2 separate regions of the Mus musculus genome follow, and region 2 is linked to region 1. Evidence: chromatin contacts called from public Hi-C data. All regions are on one chromosome and are shown on one strand. Each heading gives the region's core, a stretch centred on a gene start, on an enhancer-like site or on the middle of the called end of the contact. The rest is flanking DNA. Distances are from core to core; before and after follow the strand shown.

Region 1 (6,232 bases), core at 2,935-5,434:
GTTGTATCCAACTTAGCTATGCCTTAGTATTCATAATATTCTGATTATGTATATCATTAATGAGACTAGACACTTTCCTGGGAATAAAAACCTCATAATTAGATAGATCCTAATAATTAGTGAAATATACCAATGAGATAATGAATCAGATGCTCTTAGTACAATGGTGTGGGGGGCATTAGGAATGTTCTAGAAGACAATAAAAAATGTCAGACAGTGAACTGAACAAAATGACCTTTGAAGTAAAGTGTCAGAAATGGCAATCCAGTTCAGGGCTGGACACAAAGAGACACTGTGTGTTTAGGCAAGAGATATTAAGTCACCTGATAATACTCTCTGAAAGAATGCATTATGATCTAGACACTTTTATTACCCCAAAGATGCAGACAAACCGGGGAAGATTAACAATCAGTTTTATTAGGAGTTTGTAGATGAACTAGTATGAAGTGTCCTGTTTTTAAAGACTTCTTGTGTTCTTTTCTCAGATGGCTTACATTCTGCTGCCCAGAGAAGGGGAAGTTTGAGAATGGAAGGAGGGGTGAGTGCTTCAAATAGTAGAAGGACCTGGGAAGGCTGGAGATTTCAACTTTGGTATCTGCCCAGTAATCAGTTGTTACCCCTTCATTTCGATTAAGCTGAGTGTATTAGGCACTTGCAATATGCTTTTTAAAAAACATATATAGTTCCTAATGATTTTGATCTGCAGAATAAGGCATTGCAGGGTAGTATTCTGTTTGGAAGCAGAGTCTACAAGGTCATTCTGGGAGCTCTGACAACGAAATAAACATCATTTTAAGTTAGCTACTCTCAGCTGCAATGAATTGCTCATCTCTTCATACCAACCCTGGCATGGTAACATGCACTTTTAGGAATGCCCTTTAGAAAAGGCTCTAAACCATTTTCTTTAGAATGATCATCTACCTATATTGCCATATAGAATTACATACTTTGCCAACATGTATTATTTATGAATATCACCAAGAAATGTTTAATGTAATCTTTTTGTTTATTAGTGGAAGTAAGTTGTTTGTAAACTAGCAATAAATCACTAGTTACACTAGTCATTTATCCCTGGATATAGTTATTATGATTTGCCACCGATTATAGTAGTTTAATGAGATGACAAAGAGAAATTGAACTAAACTTTAGAGCAATATTAGTGACTCACAAAACACTCCAAATATTGAAGTAATACCTAACCCAACACTTAAGAATCTTTTAACTCTACTGGGAAACACTTCTGAACACAACCGAACTGCTTCCTTCCGTAAAGTTCATTCAAGTTACTTTGCACATTCCCAGCATTTGCTATAGTCATCTTTTCTGTGAGCTACTTTGAGGTTGATGGATGAACAGGTCATTGAAATCTAGGTATTAAAACGATAGAGAAATAATCTAAATGACTTGTTATTTTGGTCAGTTTTTAAGAAATAGAGGCAGACGTCTAGTGAACCTTAGTAAAAAGGGATGGGCCCACAGTCTCAGGCATTCCCTCACCTATTGAGGTTTTGGGTTTTCAGTTTTGACTTTTCAGTTATTTTACTAACCCACCTACTCACATCTCCCAAAATAGCACAGATCCATTGGAAACATCACTGGACTGTGTACACATTTCCTTTTCCTTTCAGGAAGAACATTTTTAGGCCCCCACACAAGCCTTCACATGAAACAGGCAGGGAACACTAGCCTTCATAGATCCGATTTCCTTGTTTGGTTGCTCAAATTAAGAATCTTCAATTCTTCACAAGGCAACACACTACACTGCCATGAGATGGCTTGCTATCTATCTTCAGCTTTAATTAAAAAAAAATAACATAACAAAAGAAATAAACAGAAACAGAAAAAAAACAAAAAAAACCAAACCACTAGGTGAGACTGGTTCTCTACTCTGGTCTCTATATAACAACTGCAATATTCTCTTTAAGTGTGAACTCAGATTCTCCTACATGAATCACAATCCATTACAACTGGAATAAAATTCAAAATTTCTCCCAAGACACCTGCATTCTCTGCATGTTGACTCTTCATCTGACCACAGTTGTAACTTACTTCTCATTCAGTGACCTTTCATAACTGATATGCCTGGCTTATTTGAATCTTTTTATTTCCTACTTTTAATTTTTTCCAAAGTGATTTCCCTGTAGTTCTTCATATAGCTATATCTGATATAATTCAACAATCAGTTGAGTGTTATCTTTTTATGTGCCATCTCTGTTAGGCTACATTTTTATTATTCTTCATTTTATTCTTCAGGCTTTACATATTACCTACCCATCTCCTCTAACTAGAATGTTCCAGATGGAAGGATGTCTTGAGAGTCCTGTTCACTAGTAAATTCCTACTGTCTATAGCAGCAGAATAGTCAGAGCTCAACAAATGTTTGCTGAGTGAATGGATGAATGACAAATGATATGAGCCCAGGACAATGGCAGCATCTGCCCACTTGGATCTTCAAACATAGTTTTACAAACTTTAGAAGAAAGAGGTGCTTCCTGGGTACATTCCCATCAAAACCACTTATTTTAGTAATTAAAAGCCAGGATCGCATGGAAAATTAATGGCTAGTCTAATTTCTCATGTTAAATAAATCTTACATAATTTTGGTCTCAAATCCTGCAAGTCTAGTCAATGCTGTAGTGTTTTTGTGGTTCACAATTGTAAATGATTGATAATTAATTGAAACCCATGGATAGGCTTGAGAGTGTAACTCACTCTTTTGAGGAAGGGGGCAACTGTTTTCTTTAGATGATCAACAGAAATTGTTAATTAGAAGAGGGTAGAAATCTCTATAAATAACACTACTGAAAAACTAATTATTCTTAGTTCCTCCTGAGAGGATAGGACTTCTGCTAAGTTGTGGTAGAGGGATGGGGTTAAACTTGCCCGTGATTTTACAGTACAGGTTCACTTGATTATTATCATAGGCACCATCTCCAAAGGATGCCACAAAGGAAACTTCAAATGGGCCATAGAAGGGTAAATTCAGAGACTTGTTCTCATACTTTTAACTAGACAGTTTTAAATGATAGTTCAAGTCTGCAAGGCAGGTTCATGAGACCATATTAATTTATCCTTGCCACTATAACAAAATATCACAAGCTTAAGGTCTTAAAAATAAAGATTTTTTTTTGGGTTGTATTTGCAGCTCATTGGTAAAGCATTTGTCTAACTTGCACAAAGTGCTGTGTTCCATGTCCAGCACCACACACAAAATAAACACCCTTTCCCCCACACAACTAATAACACCTAAATCATGATCATGTCACCAACCCCTCGTTTTTTCTGGGGGACCTAAGGAAGACTTGCTTCCTTTGTCTTTCCACATTCCAAAGGCTGACTATAATCTTTGATCTTCCAGGTTCTAAAGCTGCCTATATTCCTTGGCTTAGGACTCCTCTCCGCATCTTCAAAGCAGCACCATCCCTCCTGACTCCTGCCTCTTCTGGGTGTGAACCTTGTGCCTCTTTTTATTTTAAGGACCTTTGTGACCGTTTTGGGTTTACTCAGATAATCTTGGATAATCTTCAATCCTTTAATCATATCTGCAAAGTCCCACAGTCATATCAGACAACATATTCATGGGTTCTTAAGATTCCGGTATACATTTCCTTGGAGGCCATTAATCTATAATAGGAAAGAAAATATTCTCGGTACCCAAATCTCAAGAAACTAAGTGGATAATATCATTTCTTTAAGCTCATACAATGGTAAACTACACAGACATCTTAATGTGCCATCAAAGTATTTAAATAGTTAGCAGCTTGCAACTTGCTAACCCCTCTTTTTGGCATAAGACGTAGGAATCTTAGTTTCATCTTTGGCTTGTATAGTCCTCTTTTACCATTTTACCTAGATTAAGCATGGCCTGCTTAGAGAACTCACAGTTTTCCCAGAAAAGAATTATTAATATGGTAAGTGCTTTCTGTACCCTCCTCCATCAATTCTAGGAGTAAGGCTCACATCTCTAGCCACGGGCAGGAGAGACTCCCAGTACTTTTCCAACATAACCTCCTTGAGTCTTTCCTTCAGCTAAGATAAACAACCCATCTTCACAAGCCATCCAGACTCTGCAGATGCTGCTGCAGGTGACTACACCACCAGAAGTCCCATTGCTTAGTGCCTTGCTCGCCTCCTCTCTCCTGCCACCTGAACCCGTCTCTGGTTTCCATCTCCCCAGCACTGTTTGTAGAGAACACAAACCCTGAACACGCTTGCTTTATCAGCACGTGCCCATCATAACTGCACACCATCCTTGTCCTGCTGGAAACTGTTCAGCATCCAGAGGGCCATCTTTATGCTGATAACACTAAAATATAAAATAATGCCAACAGCTGGTGCTACAAATGGCTTTTAAAAACGATGTTCATTCACTAAAATTCCTCTTGCTACTTTTGACACGAAACACGCAGTCTCTAATTATTCTGATCAAGACGGTGAAATACAAAAACAAACTTTAATTGTGTTTAACAGATATTTAATCAGGACTCACTGAACTACAGATTAAAGCTGAGATTCATAAACCATAATTACCCGATTGTCGCAATCTTTTGGTCCACATTCTCCTTCCGTCTGGGCGTCTGGCACCTTGCCCCGAATTTCTTTTACTGTCTTCTCAGCTTCGTTACTGTTCATGTTTTCCAGCAGAGATTTAGCACAGATTACAAAATATCTGTTCTTGGCAACTTTCTTCATTAGCTTTTTTTCCCTTTGCAAAAAAGTTTATTTTTTTTTTTTCTACCAGAGTAGCTGGAATAGGCACACGTTTAGGGTGCTTTGATGATACAAACTAATTATATAGTTATCAGGAGATAATGTGGTAGTGGTAACTAGTGTTACTATAGTCATCACGTAGGTATCATGCAATTTCTCTAAGTAAACCATGCGGTGTGCCCCAGCCACCATGTAATTACCTCATGTCACTGGGGCATTGTTTTATAGAAAATGCTTATCTCTCACCCTAACAAAACACTTTCTGCCACATTCGGAAAAAAATAAAAGTAGAAATCTTAGTTCTCCTTTTCAGTTCTGTTCATTCTCATTAAGATGTTGTCATGTGAATTCGGGAAACACCTGTCCTTCCTGAAAATCATGCTCTTGTGTGGAGCCAATAGAACCATTCCTGTCCTTTGCTTGGCTCTACCCAGGTAAGAGAAATGATTGCTAATAATCCATTGTCATTTTTTTTTTTAAGTAAGGAAACAAGCAAAAATCCCATTACCACCCTTGCAAAGCCACCCTATTTACTTAGGATTTGTTTGGTCTGGCACTCCCCCCTACTCTTTCCTTTCAAATCTCAGTCACTCACATTTGTTTTTCCTAGAATTATGGTGTAAATCATTCTTAACAAGCTAGTCTGAAACTTCTCAGTAGAAACTCGCTCAGAAGAAAGATGAAGCGCCACCGTGATTGAAATACAGAAAGAACTACAAACCTCAAACCCTAGTTCTTTTGGGCCAGTCTTCAGGACACCCCAAGTCTCCCTTGCTGTGTTGACCCTGTGTCACAGGGTTTGGATAACATCACAGACCACAGCAAGAGGATAAAGAGAAGGCATTGGTAAAAGAAGTAGGAGGTGGTTCCTTTATTCCCCCTAAGGGGCATGCAGGCGTGTGGAGCAAGGACAGTAGTTACTACTTATTTAGCTCTTGTTGGTGGCTTGAAGTCTGACCTCAGGAAGACCTTTCAGAGGACATCCCACCTGAGAGTTCCAGCTTAAAACAGGATGCAGTGGCTTCCTTTGCAGCACAACTTGAAAGCTAGTTTCAATTCTGCTTTTATTAGCCACCTCCCAGTTGGAGAGCTACCCAATTCAATTGCACACTTAGCTCAACTTGGGGTAAAAATCACCTTCAGATTTAGAAGGGCCAGAAAAAATTGCTATCCTGTCCTGGAGCATTGTTCTTCAATCACACAATCCCTCTAAATACAGTTGACAGCCTTTGAGATGCAAAATGCATCACTTTAATGTAGTGGAGGTCCCCTTCACTGCATTGCCAAATCTATTTAGCAGAATCTTTTTGGAATAATCTGTCCCTAGACCTGAGGATGCGCAGTGATTTTAAGCATTTTAAGCTAACGATAATGGTTAGTGCTGAGAACAGATGTACCTGGCTGTGATGTGATCTATTCCAGTAGGCTTTTATGAGCTGTTCATTCCTATTGACTTAGCATTTTATGTCTCTGCTCTTGCCTGGTGTGATGGTTGCATAGGGGTGTCGTGTGTGTGTTTTCC
Region 2 (5,915 bases), core at 2,674-5,173, 390 kb before region 1:
CCATGCCCTTTCACCTAGCTCTATTCTTCACCCTCTTCAAGAAGTCCAGACATAACTCCCAGACCTTCTGATTGCCCTTTGACCTTTCCACACCACTTGCTTACTTCCTCATTTCACTTTTGATTCAGGGTCTATCCAGCCTCTGCTGTACTTTATATATAGCATCTGATCTGCTCTATGCAAGCCCTTTCTGGATGGATAGAGACTGGAGAAAGTGACACTGACTCATTGACCTTAGAGTTCAGAGAAGGAGATGAAAGAGAAAAATGCAAGCAAACATGTCAAGATAAAATGGAAAATACCACGAAGGAAGTGCATTGGGTGTGATGGAGGACTGAAAAGGTCAATTGGGGGGAATGGGGACCAGTGTGTGGTATCAGAGGGACTCAACTGTTCTAGGCAGAAAAGCAATAGAGGCTATCAATGATCCATTGTCATCCTTTCTCCACTTAGCCCAAGCCTTCCTAGGTTATCTAGGTGGTCTTTTTTTTTTTTAAAGATTTATTTATTATTATACATAAGCTCACTGTAGCTGACTTCAGATGCACCAGAAGAGGGTGTCAGATCTCATTATGGGTGGTTGTGAGCCACCATGTGGTTGCTGGGATTTGAACTCAGGACCTTCGGAAGAGCAATCAATGCCCTTACCCACTGAACCATCTCACCAGCCCCTAGGTGATCTTTTGCCACCAGGTTGTTTACACTGATTTCATGATGTCTTCCTTACTTCCATAGCTAAAAACTCCAAGACAGAAAGAACTCCAGAATTCTTCTGGGTATAATCCTTTCCCATTGTATACCAGAGAGACCTGTGTGTATAATGTAGCATCCCTCCGCGATGAGATTACCAATTCCTGGACTCTGGATTAATCAGAAGGGAAATTGTTCTGTGAGAGCCTGACCTTATCAGGTGAACCTTAAAAGGGATTGAGTTGTTCTGCAATTCAAAGAGCTTCAACGTATGAGAGCTATCCTGCCTTGAACATCAAACTACCCTTGTTTATTCTTCAACACAGACTAGCAAGAGGCCAGTAGAAGCCTGGAAGACATCATGCAAGATAGTAAGAACCACATTGTTACCATTGTAAGACACCGAATGGTACTGACAACCTGAGTTTGTAAGGAGGACTATTCTACGGTTCAGATAAAGAACACAACACAACATAACCCACACCTTGGGCTCTGTCTTGCAAACCATGACTACTCTGCGGTGTTCCGACCTACGGGGATTGTGAGGTTAAAGTGGTTGTAGTTTATATTTTTAAACCTGTGATAATTTGTCCCACCGCAGCAGAAAATAAATATACTGTCATTGGTTCCTCTTTTACACACAGGCTAAAATTGATTTTCTTCAGCATGAGCTCAGCTTCCTTTGTGAACATGATCTTCTGTTGATTCCTGGCATGCACTCATGCTTCAGCCAAGCTGGCCTTGCTGGTGGATATTTTCCTACAGTCTTTGTCTAGCCCTCTATCCATCCTTCTCCCTGGGAGTTCAATCGTAGCCTCCCTAGTATCTCTCAGACAGATACTTTTGTCTTTGAACTTATAATGTTTCAGTGCCAATCAATTGCACTGACATCCTGAGTGTCAGTATCTTAAGCCATCGTTGGGCTTGTCTCACCGATGGAGAGAGATTAGCCATTTGGTTTAGGTTCCCAAACGGCTCAAAGCATCTTATAGCTCAGTATTCCCTAGAGGTCCATGTGCGAAGCAAGTAGGCAGCTATCGCCCGTCTCAGTGGCCATGAGAGAACGGTCTAATCCTTGAGCCAGGCTCCGGGGAATTTAGATATGGGTCTAAATATAGAGCGACAATTTTTGTCTTTTTGGTTTCCGGGGAGGCAGGATGCCAGATTTAGGGCAGGAGCCTCCTTACTCTGCCTTGTACACCGCAAAGCTTGGGCTGAGGGAAAGCAAGATGCATGCTGGGTGAGCAGAGGTTGAGCGATGTTCCCTGTTTGTCCCTGTGTGTCCAATGTCCGTGTTCCACCTGTGCCTCTTATGTAGCTACTTTCCAAGAATTAACACCTGTGTTCCTGACAGAACAGCATAAAGACTGCTGTGAGTCTTGAGATGAGAGCGAGTGGCTTCCTTCTGAAGAGGGAGAAATGGGGTTCTTGAGTTAAAGTCTGTTGAGTCCCCATGGATTCCAAGGGGGTCCATGGTAGCCCCATTCTTTTCTTCTGGAGCAGTTACACAGCACACCCCCACCTGGTGGTCCTCCAGGCCTATCAGTTTGAGGACTTCTTTTCTGCTAGGGCTCCAAATCAAATGTGGTCACTAGGGTCACTTCATGGTGACCCCAGGAGCCTTTGGAGGAGGGGCTGAGACTTAAATCCTGCTGCTGTCATGGAGGAACTGCTACAGCTAGCTGAAGTCTGGAGAGTGGGAAGATGGCAACCACGTTCTTTGGCTTGGGCTTGCTGTAGGCAAAGTCCTCCTTGTTTTTCATACTAGCTTTTTTATATATAAAATGTTATTATAAAAACTGAAAATAAACAAAAACATCACACACCAAAATGTGTGGGCAAAAAAAAATTAACGGGTAAAAGAATCCAGACATGCTAAATATTCAGTGATGTGCTAACAATTCTCTCTCTTTTCCTCTCTCTTTCTTTTCCTCTTTCTTTCTTTTCCTCTCTTGCTCTCTCTGTCTCTCTCTGTCTCTCTCTGTCTCTCTGTCTCTGTCTCTCTGTCTCTCTGTCTCTCTCTCTCTCTCTCTCTCTCTCTCTCACACACACACACACACAAAGCCCCAATTTGTAACATGCATCAATTTTTGTTGCGCAAATACTCCCACCACTGCTCATGTCAAGCCACCACCAAAGGCTTGATTACCAACTTGAAACATTCCTGGAATATTGCTCTCACCAGCATGGTTCTAGCACACTAGTGGGAATGGCATGCTGTCTTAAACACACTTTAATGCTCATCAGCTCTTTGGAGGCTCCATCACTTCTATGAGCAAGAGACTATACTGAACGTAGCTCTTTTTATGAGAGGAGCCAGAACTTCAGGGAAGGCAGGATAGATCTAAAGTTTCAGACTGGAGTTGTCCTTGCAGAGCCAGGTCTCCCATCTCTAGGACCAGTGCCTTTGACAAGGACCCCATTCCCTGTCCAAGGCACATGTAGCTGTCTTAGCCCTGCAGGGAAACATGGGTTTGCTGGCATCCCACTTGTTTGTACTCGGGAGACCAGTGTGAATGCTCAGAACTGAACCTCCCCAAGTATCTTGACTCTGCTAATTGCCAGCGTGTTAGGGTGTGGGGAACGTGGGGGTGGGAGTTGGAGAGTGTGGGGGTGTACTGTTAAAATGAACGTCCCCAAGTTATTTCCCTAGTGGTTTCCATGAGGTACTTCTAAAGTAAAACCCAGAGACGTGTATTTTTAACATCTAATGTATCTTATTAGACAAGTCTGAGAGAGTCTGCATTAGGGAGAATTTCTGTCAAACCTTCTTGCTCACTTGGGGTAAGAGATGAGAGACAAGACTACAGTCTTTTATTGTCACAGTATGTTTTTTTTCCCCCCTTCTTCTTCTTAAATGATTAAGCCGTTAGAATAAATGAGGCCCCCTCCAGCATGTCATAGGTGGGTGGCTAAGACCTCGAGGCTGTTCCAAAATCCACCATTGGAGGGCACCAAAATGCAGCAAGAACTTCGCCAGCTCTGCCGGGGTGAGAAGTTCACGACTCACCTGGGGGCTCTCCAGGCTCTGTGGGGAGGCAGAGCCGGAAAACCTCCCCACTTAGTTCCTGGAGCCCTGCGAGGACCCCGCATTCTCACCCTGCGAGACTTGTTTAGCCTCTGGTTTCCTCTCTGAGCGATTTGCTCAAGGCCAACCGCGGAGGCGCTGGGTCAGGCTTGGCTTGGCGCGGCTTGGCTGGAGAAGGAACCCTGGCTAGGGCCACCTCCCTTGGAGGTGTTCCCAGTCCCACTCCCTTCTTTGTGTTGCAGCATCTAGTTCTTTCGGCCCTCTCTCCTGTAGAGTACTCAGCCGACCCGAGTGCAGTCAATGTTCGCTCTGGTAAAGCCCTAGGGCTGAAATCCAGCTTTGCAGCTAGCTTGTCAGACAGTGAGGCCCGCGGCTGGAGTTTTCTGACTCAAATTTTCTGTCTAACAGAACTGTTCACAGCTATTGAATGAGATTACATTTGTGAAGTTTTTTGTTTGTTTGTTTGTTTTTTAATACAACTTAAAATCCAAAAGGCAGTTCTTACTGTATCGCCATCATTATTGGGCTAGCCTAAGAGATTCATGATTGTTCTGTGTGACTTTAGGTTTTATGATTGTGATTTTTTCCCCCTCCTGGTTGTCAGGCAGTGCACATTAAATTTATTTATCAGACAAGTGTCGAGAACTTTCTTGTGTGAGCCACTGTTGAAGGGCTGGGGTAGTTGTTGATGTTAAACGGGCACAAGGAACCAAACAGCCTAGAGTCGCTTTGCTGTAAGGCTTAGATACTGAACTTGGCAGTGTGACTTAACAGCTAGGGGCCCCAGGGTGAGGCTCCAGGGCAGTTTATTGTAGGAGATATTGGCTGCACAAGCTGGCTTGGTGGCACATGCCTACAAGGTCAGCATTCAGGGGGTGAAGGTGGAGGCAGGAGGATCACAGACTTGTGTTGGTGGCTTGAGCTAACATAACCCTGGAGCTGTCTCTCCATGGAAGAATGCAAAGGTTAGCACATTCTAAGTGGTAGGTTCCATCCCCAGCCCTGGGGAAATAAAAAGATGGGCAGTGACTTTTGGTTCCATTCATCTATTACCTAATAGCTTTGTGATTCTAGTCACCCCACCCGTGTGTGTGTGTGTGTGTGTACATACGCATACGCCCACTGACATGTGCACATGTAATGGGACAATGTACCTACTTTGCTGGACTGTTTATAAATGATAGCTATATTTGTTTTTGTTGCCTGTGCATTCACACAAATTAGGATAACAGGAAATTATACTTCTAGTGGTGCGCTGCAGGCGTGACCTTCACAGGTGACCTTCCCTAACTTTTGTCAAGAATGGGGGACTGTCTAAATCTCTGGAAGATCAGGGTCTAGCTTGGGACTTGTGACGAGGGACAGCAGGACCTTCAGCACACATGGAGCGCCCTCTGATTCTCGGTCGACGTGGCCGATCGCTCATTAAGGTCTTAATATCATGACTGTCCAGCTGAAGCTATCATTAACCTCAAGTGGGGGGTTCTCGCCGTGACTGCTGGGGGAAAGACGAGCCCGGTCTGAGTGGGAGGGCCTGACTCTAACTCCCTGCCTGGGTTTAATGAGCCCAGAGCTCTGAAGGCAGCTTTTCACCACCTTTTATTTGGTCAGACAGGGGGCTCAATAAATCTTTAGTTCTGTGGACTCCCCTGGTGGAGTTGTTGAAGGAGAAAGCTTTTTGCAAATGACTGGAAAGCCCTTTGCAAATATAAAGTGCTTATTTAGATGCAAACTAAAAATCCAAGGTGCCTGTGACTCATCTGGTACCTATTGTGCTCTCTGCAAAGGCGCGGAGGCTTGCTTGTGTGATGGGTGCCATTTGAGAGCCACTTAAAGATCTCTCTGGTGAATGAATTTGGTTGCATTATTCCGGGGCTCCTCTCGGAGGACTCTAATTTTCAGCGCTTTGGTCATGTCCTCCTTCCCTGACACGTTCTCAGCGGCCTCCTTGAGTCAGCCCTGACCCAGGATGCGGTGGGAGGGGACTGACCTGCTGGGAAGATGCCGGAGCTGTGGGGTGGGGGCTTGTGAACAGAGAACTCCCACTCTGATTTTTTAAAAGGAAAAAGGAGGCTTTAATCCAAGCATCCAGAGCCAAGCCTAAGAATCTAATGACAATAGTATTTATTACTTGCTTTCAAAATCCCTTTTATCATTTCCTTTCCTTCTTTTCTTTTTCTTTTTTCTTTTTCTTTTT

Evidence for each region. A called contact is a pair of places that touch in the nucleus more often than the background predicts.
Region 2: a Hi-C map of uterus shows a contact between it and region 1, with 4 times the contacts expected there. The contact joins two enhancer-like sites. A contact is called at or near these places in 2 of 484 Hi-C or Micro-C datasets (nephron progenitors and uterus), 2 of 115 datasets of contacts at active chromatin or transcription factors (embryonic stem cells and heart atrium) and 1 of 9 other capture datasets (embryonic stem cells).

Annotation. Positions count from the first base shown.
Region 1 is chr16:43,408,808-43,415,039 of GRCm38.p6, reverse strand. All of the region lies in intron 4 of Zbtb20 (zinc finger and BTB domain containing 20), which reads right to left. Gm15713 (predicted gene 15713) reads left to right here. Exons shown (of 5, transcript NR_046026.1): 4 at 486-538; 5 at 3,359-4,522. Among named protein-coding and RNA genes, the nearest start is that of Gm15713, 8.3 kb to the left of the region's middle. Within about 2 kb of position 4,184, at least 33 of the 459 cell types and tissues checked have an H3K27ac peak or open chromatin away from gene starts, as enhancers often do. A contact at or near this core is called in uterus, where this site is marked.
Region 2 is chr16:43,799,954-43,805,868 of GRCm38.p6, reverse strand. The region is part of intron 2 of Drd3 (dopamine receptor D3); the gene reads right to left. Among named protein-coding and RNA genes, the nearest start is that of Gm26074, 31 kb to the left of the region's middle. Within about 2 kb of position 3,923, at least 150 of the 459 cell types and tissues checked have an H3K27ac peak or open chromatin away from gene starts, as enhancers often do. A contact at or near this core is called in uterus, where this site is marked.